Regions from separate parts of the Zea mays genome. Here regions 1 and 2 are each linked to region 3. The links are chromatin contacts, called in public Hi-C maps. All regions are on one chromosome and are shown on one strand. The core of a region is the stretch at or near the end of the contact, and the rest is flanking DNA. Distances in the headings are between cores, read along the strand shown.

Region 1 (3,182 bases), core at 78-2,577, 380 kb before region 3:
CTCGGCTACTTGCACAATCTATACTCCACGCACAGTACATACGGTACCATTTGACTGTTACTGAGTAAACTGAATATTATTGATTTTTTCAACGGCTGCAGTGTTCTGCTATTTTTAAAAATTTTGCTTACCTCATCATTGCCTACACTCCCTAAAAATACCCATTGACTCTTGTGATTTGTTGGCTCATCTATGTCTACGTCTATAAATTCTAGGTCTATTAGACAAAATTTCGAAGCTCAGGGTTGGGATAAGCATATTCCGTATGTCCTTTTACATTGACATTGTTTTTTTTTTCTCATAATTATAAACTATTTTTTTTAAAAAAAATAAGAACAGAGGCGAATGGCGAGATGCCTGTGCAATCTAGGAATTGTACGTTCCACAACAGTAATCTGCGAGGAGGGATCGAGGGCGTGGCGCGGTGCGTTACCTCTTTCCGGCTAGCCTTGACGCCCGGCGACGCGTACTCCGGAGTGCGGGGCAGCGCGGGCCACCTCTCCGGCGTCGTCGGCGCAGCCGCAGCGCCCGGCGGCATCATGAACCCAGTGCCCCAGTCGGGCGTCGCCGCGAACCTGGGGCTCCGGTCGGGCGTCTGCGGGAACGCGGCGGCGGCGGCGCCAGCGCCCCAGTCCGGAGTGGGCACGAACCGCGGGGTCCGGTCGGGCGTGGCGGCGGCGCAGAGCTGCATGATCCTGGCAGCGGCGTCGGCGGCGTCGCGGCTCTCGGCCATGAGCCTGTCGACCTCCGCCTTGGGCAGGCGCATCCGGAGGCGGACGGGCCCGCCGCCCTCGGAGGCCGTGGAGAGCGGGGACGGCGGCGCCGTGCCCGCGGAGGCGGCGAGGGAGAGGTCGGAGGTGGAGCGGCGCGTGAGCATGAGCGACTCGAGCCGCTCCCGCGCGCCGACGTGGAGCGCGCCGGACCAGGCGCGGCGCGGCGGGGCGGCCGGCCGGGGCAGCGCGACGAGGAAGTAGAGGCGGCCCGGGCGGAGCTGCGCGTCGTGCGCCAGCGGCCGGGCGCGGACGCCCAGCAGCTTCACCTCCTCCGACTCGAGCAGCTGGAACCCCGGGTGGTCGCGCAGCACCGTGCCCGCGGACGCCGGCGGCTTCACGCGGAACGCCGTGCCGTCCAGCTGCATCACCTTGGCGCCCTTGCGCCGCCCGCCGATGCTGTTGCCCATTGCAGTTTGCACGCGCGCGGCTTCTGCTGCTGCTGCTGTCTCCCCTTCGCTCCGGGTGGGTGGGTCCGTAGAGGGGGTGGTGCACGCAGACGCAGCTGGTGTTTCGCTTGGTTTTGGCCTGCCCCTGCTCTTCTTTCGCAGCTCGCGTTGGAGGCGTTGTTTGTGCGTAGCCGGTTAGGGCGTCAAGGAGGAATTAAAAAGGGAAGGGGGGAAAAGGCTAGGCTGCTACTGCTAGGGCCGGTTGGGGCCGAGGTCAAAGGAGACGGTGAGTATTCGGCTCAAGGACAAGGAAGGATGCATTTTGTAAATATTTTGTTAGGCATATGAAGGACAAAGAAACATTTGTTAGGCATATGACCGAAATCACTGATACCTCCGGTTGATACGTGCGAACGTTTCATAAATATGACTGAAAGCACCTTAAACGACTACTACAGTGTTTTTTTTTGCTCGTAGAATCTTTTAGTTGTGGCGGCTATTTTTTTTATTTATCTCTATATAGTGCATGTCATGGCTTCCCTTTTTAATATAACAATCAGCTCTCTTGTTGGTAAACTTTAAAAAAACATACTAGTCAAATGATGTCCAGTTGATCAAAACTTGCACAAATTACACAAACAATCCGGCTAGGGAACCGAAGAGGCCCTTAATAACCTTTATTTAATCTCTGAAACTAAAAATATTAGGGACTGGATTTTAGTTCCTGAACTCAACTCTCTATTTAGGTTAACGGAAACAAATTAAACAGGCGCTACTTATTTTTGTTATGGGGTCCCGTTTCTGCCGATGGCGGCTAACCGTGCATGTACAAATATCACTCAGTGCTCTCCAGATTGAGGTGTTGTTGACATTGCGAGTTTCAAACTGCATGCAGGTGCCGCCAGTCGGATGGCGCCTCGAGCGGACTGCTTGTTCCATTTCTCCGCCTGTCACGGCACGAACGAGCGCCCAGCTAGCGGCAAAGGTCGCCGGGACGGTGCGGGTTAGCCGTTGTCCTGGCCTGCCACGGCGGGAAGGGCTTGTTCCATCTGTCCGCCTGTCACGGCGCGGACGGAGCGTCCATCGCCAAGGTCAATTTACGCCGGGACGGCCGGCTACGGTACCCGGGCTGATCTGTCTGTATGTATCGCGCGCGAGCGCAACCCTGTCAAAATGTCAAAGCGCACGTGGCATTGCATTGATCAGTGCCGCTGCCGTGTCGCTCGCATACTCACATTTTGGGCACGCAGGCTCACAGGCGACGACGAGACAAGGCCATGCCGGTTCTTATAAAATTACGTTTGGAAACTAACTCCATCTTTCATACTCTAGGGTCACGCCCCTGCTCTATAGCGGTAAGATTAGACGTCTCACTCAGCAGGGGAAACGGAGAGGCTAGCGAGGGGATTCTAGTCTCTCTAATCTCCTTCGTTTCCCTTGCTGCCAAACATGTCCGTAGTCGGCGCTATAGCCCGTAGCATCTGTCCCACAATTCTAACCAAGCTTCCTCCTTTTCTCGGTCCAATCTCTATCACTCGTCCTTTATTTGTTTCTCATCTCTCTTTATTTCTATCCTTAGTCCTTTCCGACGTTCTCTAATTCGTTGATTCAACCTTTGGAGCTCATTTTTTGATCCTTAGATCTTGAAGACCAAAGCATCCTTCCCTTTTTTTCTCAATTTATACGCGTTGATTTGGTCCGCATAAGATGTGTTTTGCGAGCCTAGTTTTATAGGTAGATACAAGTTCAATTGATTTTGATTTTGGTATACAAGCAAAGTTATTAAAGTAGATCAGTTACATTTGCAAACACATGTTTAGTTTCTAGAGTCAGTGCATGTGTTTTATAATTAGGTTACGGTATTAATTGTTATATTTAGTTTTAGTTTAGGTGAAATTGGTTCTTATATACGATATTAACCATTACTTTTGGTTTGCACACGCTTGTTCCTCGTAGAATCGTGGGACTGTCATGCGTGTTTACACAGTTGAGTACTGACCGGGTGTGAAAAACAAAATGTGCA
Region 2 (2,953 bases), core at 230-2,729, 310 kb before region 3:
AACCCCTTTGTTCTCCAATTGCACAATTTTCAGGCGTGCAAATGAAGAACAACGGGGTTATGCTGCTAAAATTTCGTTCGAGCTCATGCCTTGTTAGAAACAGGCTATTTCGGTCACTCTTAGGTTGGTTTAGGACCTATCCTGTCCTATAGATGTAGGGGCGATTATAACATATGTGGGCCCTTTATACGCCTTGGCAGACGTTACCCGAGCATATTGCCGAGGAGGCATGCAAGCCGTCGGACATAAGATATTTTTGAGAGCTACTGTCGAAGATAGCGTTATCTCCGACGCTTTAAACCCGACGTACTTCTGCCGTCGTAGATTATGTTTATGCTGTACAAAATAATCTATATCCGACGGCATAGATCAAGCCATCGTAAGTTTTCTGTTTTTCTGGTGTTGTGCACGTAGGCTGTTTATACATCTACACTAGTACACATTTTATCACGATGCCTTGCCTACGAGCTTCTTCTTTTGAAGTCCTGGTTGTTTTTTTCCCCTCAAATATAAAGGAATTCAGAGGAACACATTTTATCTCGATGCCTTATCAGGGGGGGGGGGGGGGGGGGGGGGGGGCATCATGGCAAGTGTGTACTGGCCGGGATCCTTGCGGGCGCAGCTGCAACAAGCTACGGTTTTAGGTCGTTGGTTGTGCTCAAGGCGATGCAGTTTTCTTCTTCTTCTTTGAAAAGGAGCGATCGAGGTGAGCACGGACACAGGTCAAAAACGCTGGCTCGTCTCGGGCTGATTCAGGCCACCGGTCAATGCATTGAGATTTTTTTTTCTTAGAAGAGTTTGTTAGTTAGGCGCATGCATGCATGATGTGGTTATAGTATGAGCTTGAAGGACAGGAGGGTTAGGAGTATGGTAGTAGGTGTGTACTAGTGAAATGGGCCTTGATTTCAGTGCTCCCTGCCTGTGACCTATAGTGACCTCAGTGCTGCTGTGGAAAGGCAAACAGTACTCCACATGTCGAGGAATTTGAGTCGCTCGGCTGTTTGTCAGCTGTAGGGCTGATTTGGTGATTAGTGATCCTAGGGATCCATGGGGGAGGAATTTTCTTGCAATTCAATTTTGAATAGCAAGAGGATTTCTTCCCCTCGGGATCCCCGGTCACCAAATCAACCCGTAGAGGTTGGAGTTTGGAACTGTGGACTGAATTTGAACAACGTACGTACAGCTGTTCTGAGCCATATCGGGATTATTCTAGAAGCCAGCTAGGCAGATCTGGCACAGTACGTGAGCCATGCAGAGCTGACGACGATCAACAACTATTCGGTGCTATTGGTTATTCAGATATGAATAGGAAGGCTGGCCATGGACAGCAGGCTCAGCGGTATGCTTCACCAACCGGGAGTTTAAACAGCTTAACGAGCCTGTCTCCGCGCTATCTATCTCTCCCCACAGCTCTACACCCACCCACCCCTTCCCAACACGAGGGACCGCTACTAGCTAGTTGCACTGGCATTCTCGTCTGCAGGCAACGGGACATGGAAGGTCTGATCTGCTGCCCCGTCAGTCGTCCCCTCTTCTTCCCAGCTGCTAGCTCCAGGCTTTCCACAAACTTTCTTCTGCTTGCTTTTTGTCTGGCGCGCGCACTGGTGCCTATATATATATGTGCCATCGCATGTGTAGAAAAAACGCAGGTCTGGTATCCGTCGTCCGACCTTTTTTCCTGGACACTCTAGCACAACAAGTGATACGAGACCGGTGACGTACGGGACGCGCCAAATAAAAAAAACTTGTGAAGGGTTGGCGCAGTTTCCTCGTTTCAACGAAGAAAAGGTGGAGGACAGGACAGAAACGGCCACCTCGTGCTTGTGTTCCGGTCTCCCGTTACCCAAGTCCGCCGGCGGAGATCAATTCAATTCAGCTCGACGAATAACCACCAGATGGACGACGCGGTACGGTGGCGAATACACTGTGCCGAACGGGACGTACTGCATGCACGAGCGCAACGGCGTTCACGTCATTACCGGGTCACGTTCACGTCATTACTGGGTCAGGGGTGGATGGAGATGAAGATGGTCGATGTGGCAACGATGACTTCCTGTGATTGATTGAGCACTGGAAAGCAAGCCGCCGATTATATGGATGGGGGCATGGGGCCACCACCAATTCGCACGCCGAGCTGAGGGTTTCCGGTTGCCAAGAGCCGGAGGGGATTGGGAAGTTGCAAGAGAGATGATGTGGTCGGAATAATCGGATAGGCGATCGGTTGATTAATTGGTTGGTTGGCGATGATCATCGAGAGCGTCGATCTGGGAGGACTGCTCTTGGTTTTGCAGTCGCAGGCTCTCTCACGCTTCATGCTAAATGCCAGGTTCTAGTTGCACTGCGTACGTGTAAAGTTGAAGGTTCAAAGTTGAAAACGATGCAAATTAACAAAGAGACTATGACTAACTAACTGCCCTAGCTCCCAACGATCTGGAGAGGTGTGCGTGTGCGCAGTTATTTCTATGCGAGATTTAAACGACGACCTCTGGGCTCCCTTCTCCTTGTCCCCATGAATCATGTTTCTTAGATCGTGCTCGGTCGAGCTACCCATACATGTACGCATCACGCATTGGCAGTCCAGATGCAACTGTTTTGGTATCTTGTGGGGCTGCACGTCGGTGAGGTCTCACACCAATATATGCAGAAATGGCGGACGGCATGCGCGCGCGCGCCGAACACTGTGCAGTTTGACCCATCAGGAAACCTGTCCGTTAAGCGCATCACGCATTGGTATCTTTGTCCACCGTCCGGCTCTAGGCACACTATTGCACTCGGCAAGCGCGCGTTAGAAGCCGATGACAGCTGACCACCGTTAACTATGTCGAGTATCCAACACTAGTTCAAAAGAGCTTTAAACCCGTGGTGGAGTCTAATTATATTTTTACATGCAGTTTCGGTCTCAAACGTTGGTGATATATAGAATATAGTTGGTCCCAATCCTAAAACCACCAGT
Region 3 (2,888 bases), core at 51-2,550:
GTTTTTGAAGAACTTCGGAAGATGAAGGCCCCCAACATAAGTATTTTAATGCTATCTCCAATAGATCTCTTGTCTTATCTCCTAATAATCTCTTATTTAAGCTTCACTTTATAAACAGTGCCATCTATAGTTTTTGTCGCTTGTTTACAGCTTAACATCCACGCTAGTACACAACCGGCGTCGCTCCACTCGATGCCCGCCACGTGCCTCTCTTGCGCTTAGCCTACACATCGCGACAATGGAGCTTAGGGGGTGTAAACGGTATGAATATTACCCGAGCATCCATCCGTCCGAAGAAGCTAATTATCCGTCTGGATAGTTTTTCTCGGATATCCGCATATTTTTCGGATTTCAGATTCAAATTCGGATAATACAATTCAGATATTGGATACAGATATGAGATGACTGATATCCGTCAGATTTCGGATATCCGGATATCTTCTCGGATACCTATCTGGATTTCAGATTTCGGATATCCGGACATCTTCCCAGATATCTTACTAGATTTCAGATTTTGGATATTCGGATAATTACATGTGGAATCGCCCTAAATATTCAAGTTTCAACATAATCAATACTTCATTTTATCATTTTCATATGGGGACTTGATGTTATGTTCTTATATAATGTCTATTGGTCCTGGTAACCTATTTTTAATTTTCGGTCGACAGTGGAATATTTTATGAATTTAATTGAATTTTGATAATTTTTTTGTAGAAATAATAATAATAATAATAATAATAATAATACACAAATAGTCTCAGAAATTCATGAAATTTGACGGAGGGGCAATATATGCCCATATAGCATCCTCAAAAATGTTTTGGCCATAAAATCCAAAGATTGTCATCGTTTCTTTCAATTCACTTTCACTTGTTGCGTGAGTTACATGTGAAATCACCTTAAGTATTCGAATTTTAACATAATCAATACTTCACTTTATCATTTTCACATGTGGAGGTGCAGTTATTTTCTTATATGATGTTTATTAGTTTTGGTAATTTATTTACCATTTTCGGTCGACATTAGAATATTTTATGGATTTAATTGCATTTTGATGATTTTCTACTGAAAGAAAATAATAATATACAAATAGCCTAAAAAATTAATGAAATGGTGTCTTACACGATATCCGACAAAAATATTCGTTACCGACGCTATCCGTGTCTGACTAGCTCCGTATTCGACTCACAACTATCCGTTTATATTAAGAACATTCATATTTGTATTCGTATTCGAAACTATCCGTATTCGAATTAAATCCGAATAAAAATACGAAAACAAATATAATTTCATCGAAGTCTACCTAGTGGAGCTCCAGCGCCTCGTCACCACTGTCCACTCCCGCCTGCCTCCCACCGATCCGAACCTGCCCCTTTCACTAATGCTGAGGGTCTATCTGTCGCGACCCCACGGGACAGCGAGAGTATCTAGGTCGGCCCCGAGCGCCACGCGCTGGTTTTCTAGCCTGCAGCTTTCGGATTGTTTCGCCTTTAACTTCGCTTCCCCGTGCGCTCTCGTCGTCTTCGCGAGGTCGAAATCCCCAAGGCGAGGCGTTGAAACCCTTAACCCTCTTCCACCTCGAAGCGGCGCGAGGAGGGAGAGTGTGAGTGGACTCAGGAGGCGGCGGGCGAAATGAAGCTTAACGTCAAGACCCTCAAGGGCACCAACTTCGAGATCGAGGCGAGCCCCGATGCGTCGGTACGGCCCCCTTTCCATCCTTCTGATTTCAATCCGAGCGATTCCGTGCAATTCTCGGCCGTTTCACTCGATTCCGGTGCGACTCCGTACGATATCGCGGTGGTCTGGTTCAGTGATTGCGCGTCCGGCCGGTGGTAGCGCAGAGGGCTTTGATCTGAATCTAGGGTTTTTGTTTTGGGGTCGTCCAGTCGGCGGGCGATGGGCCCCGCTGCTTCTGGTTCTCTGAATTATGAGCTTCAGTTTCTCACATGGGACATGGTCTAGGGTTTGTCGTTGGTTGGAGTTTGGGTGCTGTGGTTGTGGTAGGGTGCGTTCGTTGTAATCATCACAGTAATGCTGCTCGGTTGCTGTACAGACGGATGTTTCACCATTTCGTGGTGTTCGATTTATGTTGTTCGGCAACGTCTCTAGTCGTGCAGCCTACTCACTGCTTGTATTTTCAGGTTGCTGAGGTGAAGAGGATCATCGAAACTACTCAGGGTCAGAGTACCTACCCAGCAGACCAGCAAATGCTCATATACCAAGGGAAAATTCTGAAGGATGAGACCACTTTGGAAAGCAACGGAGTTGCTGAGAACAGCTTCCTTGTTATAATGCTGTCCAAGGTATTTGATGTTCTCTGGCTTATCCCATCAGCAATGTATTCAATATTCTGGTTCTTAACTGTAAAGTGTGATCGGTTTGTTTGTAAATCATGCCATATTTGAGTGTTTTAGGTTGGTTGTGTTAATTTCATTTTCACACCTATTTTTACTCCCACTGTTATTGCTACATGGATGGATTATTAGTAAAATATTAGTTGTTATGATTATTCACTGCCTTATGGTGTTCATACGTTACCTATAATAGCTTGTTGTCTTGTTTACTTCTGCTAGTGTTCTAGATGGTGCAGTCATTTGCCTGAGATGTGGCATTGTGACTGGTTTCTTTGACGATTTGCATGTAAATTGTAAAATTATGTCTTCTTTGAATGTCCCGCAAAGTGTTGTTTGATCGCCTCAATTCTGTATCCCCGATTGATTTGTCTTCCAGAATGGAGGCCTTAGATTAAACATATGCAGATTTGGATTTGGATTATTTACCTCTTTGTATTTACTCTCTCCAACCTTGACTGCTGTTTTGTGAAATCCGATGGCTGCATTTCAAATAAAATTCAACCTATGCTTGCCTCGGTGATAATTGATTGC

Evidence for each region. A called contact is a pair of places that touch in the nucleus more often than the background predicts.
Region 1: a contact with region 3 is called in a Hi-C map of ear, with 2.4 times the contacts expected there. The contact joins the promoter of LOC100501575 here to the promoter of LOC100282762 in region 3. A contact is called at or near these places in 5 of 25 Hi-C or Micro-C datasets (bundle sheath, ear, leaf and 1 more).
Region 2: a Hi-C map of ear shows a contact between it and region 3, with 2.5 times the contacts expected there. The contact joins the enhancer-like site here to the promoter of LOC100282762 in region 3. A contact is called at or near these places in 3 of 25 Hi-C or Micro-C datasets (ear, endosperm and tassel).

What each region holds. Positions count from the first base shown.
Region 1 is chr6:128,509,326-128,512,507 of Zm-B73-REFERENCE-NAM-5.0, reverse strand. It overlaps LOC100501575, which reads right to left and starts at 1,327. Exons shown (of 2, transcript NM_001196266.1): 1 at 434-1,327. The coding sequence starts at 1,180.
Region 2 is chr6:128,446,392-128,449,344 of Zm-B73-REFERENCE-NAM-5.0, reverse strand. No RefSeq gene overlaps it. Among protein-coding and RNA genes, the nearest start is that of LOC100501575, 63 kb to the left of the region's middle. Within about 2 kb of position 1,479, at least 15 of the 20 cell types and tissues checked have an H3K27ac peak or open chromatin away from gene starts, as enhancers often do. A contact at or near this core is called in ear and endosperm, where this site is marked.
Region 3 is chr6:128,134,560-128,137,447 of Zm-B73-REFERENCE-NAM-5.0, reverse strand. LOC100282762 reads left to right here and starts at 1,300. Exons shown (of 12, transcript NM_001155668.2): 1 at 1,300-1,701; 2 at 2,145-2,306. The coding sequence starts at 1,636.